2 separate regions of the Mus musculus genome follow, and region 1 is linked to region 2. The links are chromatin contacts, called in public HiChIP or PLAC-seq maps. All regions are on one chromosome and are shown on one strand. Each heading gives the region's core, a stretch centred on a gene start, on an enhancer-like site or on the middle of the called end of the contact. The rest is flanking DNA. Distances are from core to core; before and after follow the strand shown.

Region 1 (3,682 bases), core at 742-3,241, 190 kb after region 2:
CATCTACTCTTTCATTGCCTAGGTCCTCTCCTTTGCTTAAAGTAGATCCACAGTCATGAGGAATAAAACCAGAGCACGTTAATGTCTTTCTTGTTCTGACCTTCGTCTAAGCTACCATGCTCATCCCTGCTCTGTCCTCTCCCTTGACTTATAGTTACTTGCTCTTGATGAAATTGCCACATTCTCTTACCTTTTCTCTGCCTTCTCCTGTGAGGACTCCAGTCGGCTTCCTTTCTCACCTACCCCCTGTGTACACTTAAGACGGTACATACTTCGTTGTTAACTACCGCAGGGAGCTTGCCTTAGGTTTAATCATGTTTCTTTGCTTCTATCACGGTTTGTGTCAAGCCTCTGCTTTAACAGCCTCCTCCCCCATCTTCCCTACAGCCTTGGGCTTCCTGAGAGCTAGGACTGTGTCCCCGCAGTGTTCAACAGTTCCTGGTTTATAACCCCTTCCCACAGGTTGATGGAGTCCCTGCATTTGCACTTGCCGCCTTCTGAGCCGAGTTCTCGAGTTCTACCGTGTCTCACTGATTGCGAAGAGCCCTGTGAGTTTCTACTTCACAGGTGTGCTTCAGCTCTACCCACCTTTTCAGGACGTAAGAAGTGCTTTGTCTTGAAGGATGAACTGAAGGCGAGGGGGAAAGTTGCTTCTGTAAGCTTTGTTTTCCTCAGATGTGAGAAGTTTGCTAGCAGAATGAGAAAAGATACATGCTGCTTGCCTCAAACCTTTTGGCTGTTAGACTTAGTTATTAACACCGTGGACAAGTATTACAAAGATGAGCGCATTCTTCATTTCATTGTTTGAGACTCTAAATCTTTTCTGTTTGTTCATTTTGTTTTTTGAGACAGGGATTCTTTATATAGCCGTGGCTGTAGACCAGACTGGCCTCTAACTCACAGAAATCCCACTGTCTCTGCCTCCCGAGCACTAGCGTCAACTCAACTAAATTAATAACATTTAAAAATTGCCACAATTTCTTTACCCGCTTGTCAATGAATTTTTAAAACTGTCATTAAACAATCTTTTTGTTGTTGTTATGTGCTTTGAGACAGAGTCTCACCATGTAGGTCAGGCTGGTCTTGAACTCACAATGTGGCTGTGAACTAGAAGTGATCCTCCTGTCTCAGCCTTTTGAATTTTGGAGTTGCAAGCTGGCTTTACCACACTTGGCCATTTTCTATCTTACAAACAGTGCAGAAGGATCTTTTCTGTATCTTCTCCTGGGTATGGCATCATCAGGTTTTATCTCCAAGCTCCAGAAAAGACTTCTTACTTTGATAGTAAACCAACCTGACTAGTCATTTAAGAGAGATAAATAGGGGGCTGGAGACATGGCACAGTGGTTAGAGCACTGGCTGCTCTTCTAGGGGACCTGGGTTCAATTCTCAGCACTCACATGGTAGTTCACAGCTGTTTTATTAACACCAGTGCCCGGGGGATCTGATGTCCTCTCCAGGATTTCTTGGGCACTGAACACACATGAAAGCAAAATACCCATACACATAAAAATTAATTAAAAGAGTGGGTAGGCTGAATAATTTCTGGAATAAAGGGAATGTCAGAAACAGAGTGCACAAATGGACAATGAAACAGTTAAGTTGCTTACAGGGTGTCGATGCTTGCGATGTGTGTTTTGTGTGTTCCTGTGTGTAGGTAGTTTGGGGGCGGGGGGTGGGGGGAATCTCGATTTTGTAAATTTCCAGAAAAACATCTATGAAAACATTGTTTTCCCATTTGGGTATTGAATTCTTTATCAACCATTAGATTGGCCAAGTCTGTCAATTCTTTTAATCTGGGACAGTGGAATTCTGTTCTGTTGAAATTGCCAATAAAATTAAACAATTCCAGTAAATCACTTGGGCTAATGTTTGGCAAAATGTACAAGCAAGAGCTTCACTATTGTTAATTAATTCTAACTGTGGCCCCTCTCATTTATAGCACATGCTTTGGTATGTATGTGAGAGATCCCTTTTACTAGATAGCACATCGGCAACCCAGTTCAAAAAAGGCACCCCAAAACGTATACATTAAAGTTAATCACATAAAGGAAAATCCTTGCGTGGCCTCTACTTATGAAGGCGTGAGATATTATAGGTATACTTTTAACGAGTGTGCAAAGACCATTGTAAGAATGTCTTTTCCCACTGAGGGCTCTGTTTATTATGAATAAAATGTCACATGCATGACGGGTGTCTGGTTTCATTTCTCCAAAACATCTTTCCGGTAGTAGATCTGAGGCAGCTGTGGTTAACCAAAGTATAAACCCTGTGAGGTCTACCAAAACTAGTGTGTATTTACATTCTGACTCACAGTGTCTGCCAGGCATTAATCATAGGGGGGACAAGTAATACTGCTCAGGGTTCACGATTTAATCTTCAATTCACTGCTTTGTAAGTTTGCTGCAGCCCGTGGGAAGGCGCACTGTTGGTTGAAGTTTGCCATCTGCATTGCTGCAATTTCTCCTCACTTGCCACTTTGTGGTGGTTTTGAAAACCCCTTGAAAAAAAAAGCTCTGCACATAGACGCCTCCTGGAAAGGGATTCACCCTGAATGCATTTCACACTTGCGCTGGCACCTTCAGATCAGAGAGCTCCTTCTAATATGTGACTGTCGTGGTGTTACGTGCTATTTTAAAAATCGTGAAAGAGCAGTTTCCAAATATGGGCAACCACTTCCAGGGAAGAGTCAACTGGAGTGTTTAATTAAATGAAGGCACTAGGTTTTTATTACGCTGTCACTGGATATTTGAATAACTAGCTGCAAGTGAGTTCTGTTTGTACAAAAGTGCTCTGGTAATCGTGTTGTTCCTGGGCAAAGCGGAATGGAATGGTCACGTCTCTGTTACTAGAACAAATTAAAGCTTGAAGCACTAAGCAGCACTCACAGAGGAATGAAAAACCTTTCAGCCATGAGCAGCTTTCTTTTCCCACCAGAATGATTGGGTAATTGACTCAACTAGTTTTTTTTCTTCTAGTCACTGTGCTGCCATTTAAATGTTCCTTCCTCCAAAATAGGTTGAAATGTAATTGCCATTATGATGGTATAATGAGGTGGGACCTCAGGGTGACTAGATCACAGCATCCCTGTCCTATCAAGGCCTTGATGAAGGCAGAAAATCCCTTATAAAAGGGAGGAGCCAACACCTTCCACCATGGAAGGACATAGTGGGAAGGCCTTTGCTGGATGCTAGTATCATGTTCAAGAACATCATAGCTTTCAGAATTATGATCCAGATAAATTACTATTTTTATAAATTACCTAGGTTGTTGGTTTTCTTCTTCTCATACCAGCAGAAAATGGACTAAGAGCCATTAGGAAATTACTTAATGATTATGACTTCTTCTCCTCAAGTGAACAATACTGAGATATCTATCTATCTATCTATCTATCTATCTATCTATCTATCTATCTATCCATCCACCCACCCTTCCATCTATCCATCCATCCATCCCCCCACCCACCCACTCACCCACCCATCCATCCATCTATCTACCTATCTATCTGTCTATCTTCTGTATTAAAACTATTGTTTTAAGAAATACCTGGATATTTGCCTCGTGTTTCTTCATTTAGATTACAGAAATTTATTGAAGAAACATCACTGTTTACTGAGAAACCTCTTTGTGGAAAATGCTTTACTCCATTGAGATGTAATTGGCAACCACTAGGAATTGGATG
Region 2 (3,510 bases), core at 995-3,494:
TCTCCCGCAGTGGGGGGAAGATCTGCAGAGAGCTATCCTCGGGCAACTAGAAAAACCTAAATTCCACATGTGCTCTTGGCTTTAAACTCTTGATTTTGGTAACGTCTACTGTGGTTATGTTAAAATTAGTAGGAAGAAAAGACAATTAGGAGGAGGAGGAGGAGGATGCTAGCTCAGTCGCTGTGTACAGCACTAGTCATACAAGCCGAGGGACCTGGGCTCAGTCTCAGGAGTCCCTGTAAAGGTGGAAGAACCGACTTCACAAAGCTCTCCTCTGACCTCTGCACACACGTGGTAGCACGCCCATACATTAATAATGGATGTTTTAAAAGATTTATTTGTATTTGTGAGTGTGCATGTGCAGTGTGCGGTGTGCGTGTGTGTGTGTGTGTGTGAGTGTGCATGTGACGTTTGCACAGAGGACAGTGTAGGGAGTTAGATCCCCCAGAACACAGAGTTACACTTGGTTGTTGAGTTCCCAGTGTGGGTGCTGGGAACCAAACTCGGGCTCTCTGGAAGAATAGCAAGTACTCTTAGACACTGAGTCATCTCGGTCCCCAGTACAATTTGTTTTTAAAGTACATCATAGCCTCTAAAGGCTGCAGTAATAGCCTTTGAACTATATACTTAATCTTTCCCGCCCTGCCCCGTTTACCTGTCCTACTTTGTCTCTCGGAGCCCAGACACCTTCCGTCTCCTCTGCTTATATCTCCGTCTGGGCTGTCTGGCCCTTCAGGGTCATATTTCAGACTTCTCCATTTCTCACAGTCCAACTCAAATGTCCAATCCCCAAAGGCAGGCTCTTCTCTCCACAGCTGACTCTAACGGTGCCCACCCCAGCCCCACCTCCCTCACACCACCATTCATCACGCCAGGCTTGCATTGCCTTATTATACTTTCATTTTCTAATTTTCTTTTTAAAAGCAAAACCTGCAAGAATATGTTGATTATTATTACCACTGTGTTTGGGCAAGATTAAATGAATATAGCTGTGGGTTGAAAATATTTGCCATAGTTATCAGTCACCTTTAGCTTCAAGTGGTGTACCTTCTTAACTTCAGAATTTATAAGTATTTGACCCTGAGTTAATAGAGTTCTATCTACAAAGGCCAAGGACAAAAGCAGGCTGGGGGTCACCAGTGATTTTAAGACCCACAGACAGGGGCTGAGTTTAAGTGTAATAGCGGGATTTTAAAATTCCTTAGGGGTGGGTGGATATGGGGGACTTTTGGTATAGCATTGGAAATGTAAATGAGTTAAATACCTAATAAAAAATGGAAAAAAAAAATTCCTTAGAAAGTTGCTACGGAATTTCCTCACTATTAATGATTTACAAAATAAAGTACACAGGAGAAAAGAACACTCGGTTAGTTTTCAAGACTGTTTCACAAACTAAGTCCTGGGGGCTGAAGAAGTACAAGGAATACAAAGGCAAACAAAATCAAGACAGAGGGCGAGGAAGGGTGGACAAAGAACTCCCCTAACCTAAGAGGTCCCAGGAAACCAAAAACCAACCACCACCAATCCCTGGCTTTAGAAATGTGGAGGGGCAGAGACAGTTTCAGAGCCGGGAAGCTCACTGAGGATGCCACCCACAGTTTGTAGTTAACTGTTTCCAATAAAACCAAACATGCATTATGTTTAATAAACTTGATCGGAAAATGGATTCTACGGATCATTCAGACTTGTCTTTGCGAGTTACAATTTAAAAGCACACACCTGTGCACGAAGGTGTTCCCGTCAACGAAATCGATCTCGTTAGATTCTCACAAACTAAGCCCACCACGTCATTTACACAATCTATACAACTCATTTTCTTTATGTCCCCACGCTTCAGGCGTGTGACAAAAAGACCTGGAAGTTTGGCAAAAACTCACTTCATTTCCAAGCCTCTGAGCCTTCACTTTCCCCTGCGTCCAGGCCACAAGAGGTGTCTAGATGCACAGGTGCGTCCCTGTCCCTCTCTGGCACCCCCACGGCCCACGAGACCACGGGTGGCCCGTTCTTCCGCGGGTGCGCCCCCTCACCCCCGCCCTCCCGAGCCCCGCAGACCCTGCTCTCCGCCTTCCCCCGCCAGGGAACCTGCACTTACACGGCACAGCCTCCGGCGACGGTGACACAATGGTGTTCAGCTTCGGGGAGCCCCAGCCCGCGCAGTCTGCTGCCACCACAGAACTCCCGAGAGACCGAGCCTCTGCGGTGTCTCCAGGGCAACCAGGACGCGCAGGCTGCGCAGCTTCCACACAACTTGCTCGCTCTCTCTATTCGATTCGTTCCCTGGCAGGGTTACCTTCCATCCATCACCCATAGCTCTTACCTTATTCCTTGAGCTGTTTAGAGTCAGCCGTGGCTCATTAACGCCATTTTTGTAACTCAGCGAGACGCTGCTCCAGAGACCCTGGGCAGATTCAGAGTAGGGCGGGGGTGGGGGGGGTTGTCACCCAGTGGGGAAGAAAGCAAGGCAGATATCATTGAATGTGGCATCGAGACAAACATGTTAACAAACATGTTAATTTCAGTCGTTACCCACAGAATAAACTGAACTCCAAGGCGCGCGCATGCGCGCGCACGCACACACACGCGCGCACACACACACACACGTACCATATGCTATGTATGTATGTATGTATGTATGTATGTATGTATGTATTGTCTGATCTTCCCTTCTTAGTAGGTGTCTCCTTTCCTCCTGTACCTCACCTCCTCATTTCCTCAGGAATATGCTCAAGGATCACATTTTAAACGGAATGAAATCTGGAAGCACATTTACCTCACTCATTCAAGACCAGAATTCACATTTACCCATTTTTATATAATTTCTGCCTGTATGCTAGAAAACATTTCTCATCAGGTGCACCAGTAGTCCACTTTATGTACATACAAACATGTTGGCCTAATTCCATCTTTACTGGACTCTGTGTGTGTGTGTGTGTGTGTGGTGCGTGCTTCTCACCTTGAGACAGGGTCTTTGTCCTCTTTTGTGTATGACAGGGGGGCTGGCCTGTGACTTTTGGAAAGATTCTCCTGTCTCTCCATCTTGCCCCAAGAGCATTGGTGTTACAGATGGAGTCCATCCAGCTCACAGGGATTCTAGGGACTTAAACTCAAGTCTTTCCACTTGCATGGAGATCTCTATCCACTGTCTCCCCAGTCTGACAAGGTCTCTATGCAGTCCTGGTGGTTGTCCTTGAACTTGCTATGTACAAAAGGCTGGCCTCAAACTCAGGGATTTGCTAGCCTTTGCTTCCCAAGTGCTGGGATTAAAGATCACAAGGACTGGCTCCTCTCCACCTTTTGTGAGATAGGATCTCATGTTGCCTAGGCTGACCTGGGACTTGCTACGTAGCCAAGACTCTGAACTTGAGTCTCCTGTCTCCACAGTTGTGAATGCTCCCCATTCGCTCCCCATTTCTCCAAGCTACTCATCTACACAGAGACTCTTCACCGGCCCACTTTGGTTCTGTGCCAGGTCCTTGTCCACACACTCAAAGCTCTACTGCATTTAACATC

What was found. HiChIP or PLAC-seq counts read pairs in DNA pulled down with a chosen protein or histone mark.
Region 1: a contact with region 2 is called in a CTCF HiChIP or PLAC-seq map of CD8 T cells, with 5 read pairs. The contact joins the enhancer-like site here to the promoter of Cdkl4 in region 2. A contact is called at or near these places in 1 of 15 datasets of contacts at CTCF or cohesin (CD8 T cells), 1 of 484 Hi-C or Micro-C datasets (embryonic stem cells), 3 of 115 datasets of contacts at active chromatin or transcription factors (CD8 T cells, memory CD8 T cells and pancreatic cancer cells) and 2 of 9 other capture datasets (adipose tissue and liver).

The regions. Positions count from the first base shown.
Region 1 is chr17:80,770,425-80,774,106 of GRCm38.p6, forward strand. No RefSeq gene overlaps it. Among named protein-coding and RNA genes, the nearest start is that of Gm33538, 13 kb to the right of the region's middle. Within about 2 kb of position 1,992, at least 107 of the 459 cell types and tissues checked have an H3K27ac peak or open chromatin away from gene starts, as enhancers often do. A contact at or near this core is called in CD8 T cells and memory CD8 T cells, where this site is marked.
Region 2 is chr17:80,575,240-80,578,749 of GRCm38.p6, forward strand. It overlaps Cdkl4 (cyclin-dependent kinase-like 4), which reads right to left and starts at 2,245. Exons shown (of 10, transcript NM_001360143.1): 1 at 2,093-2,245.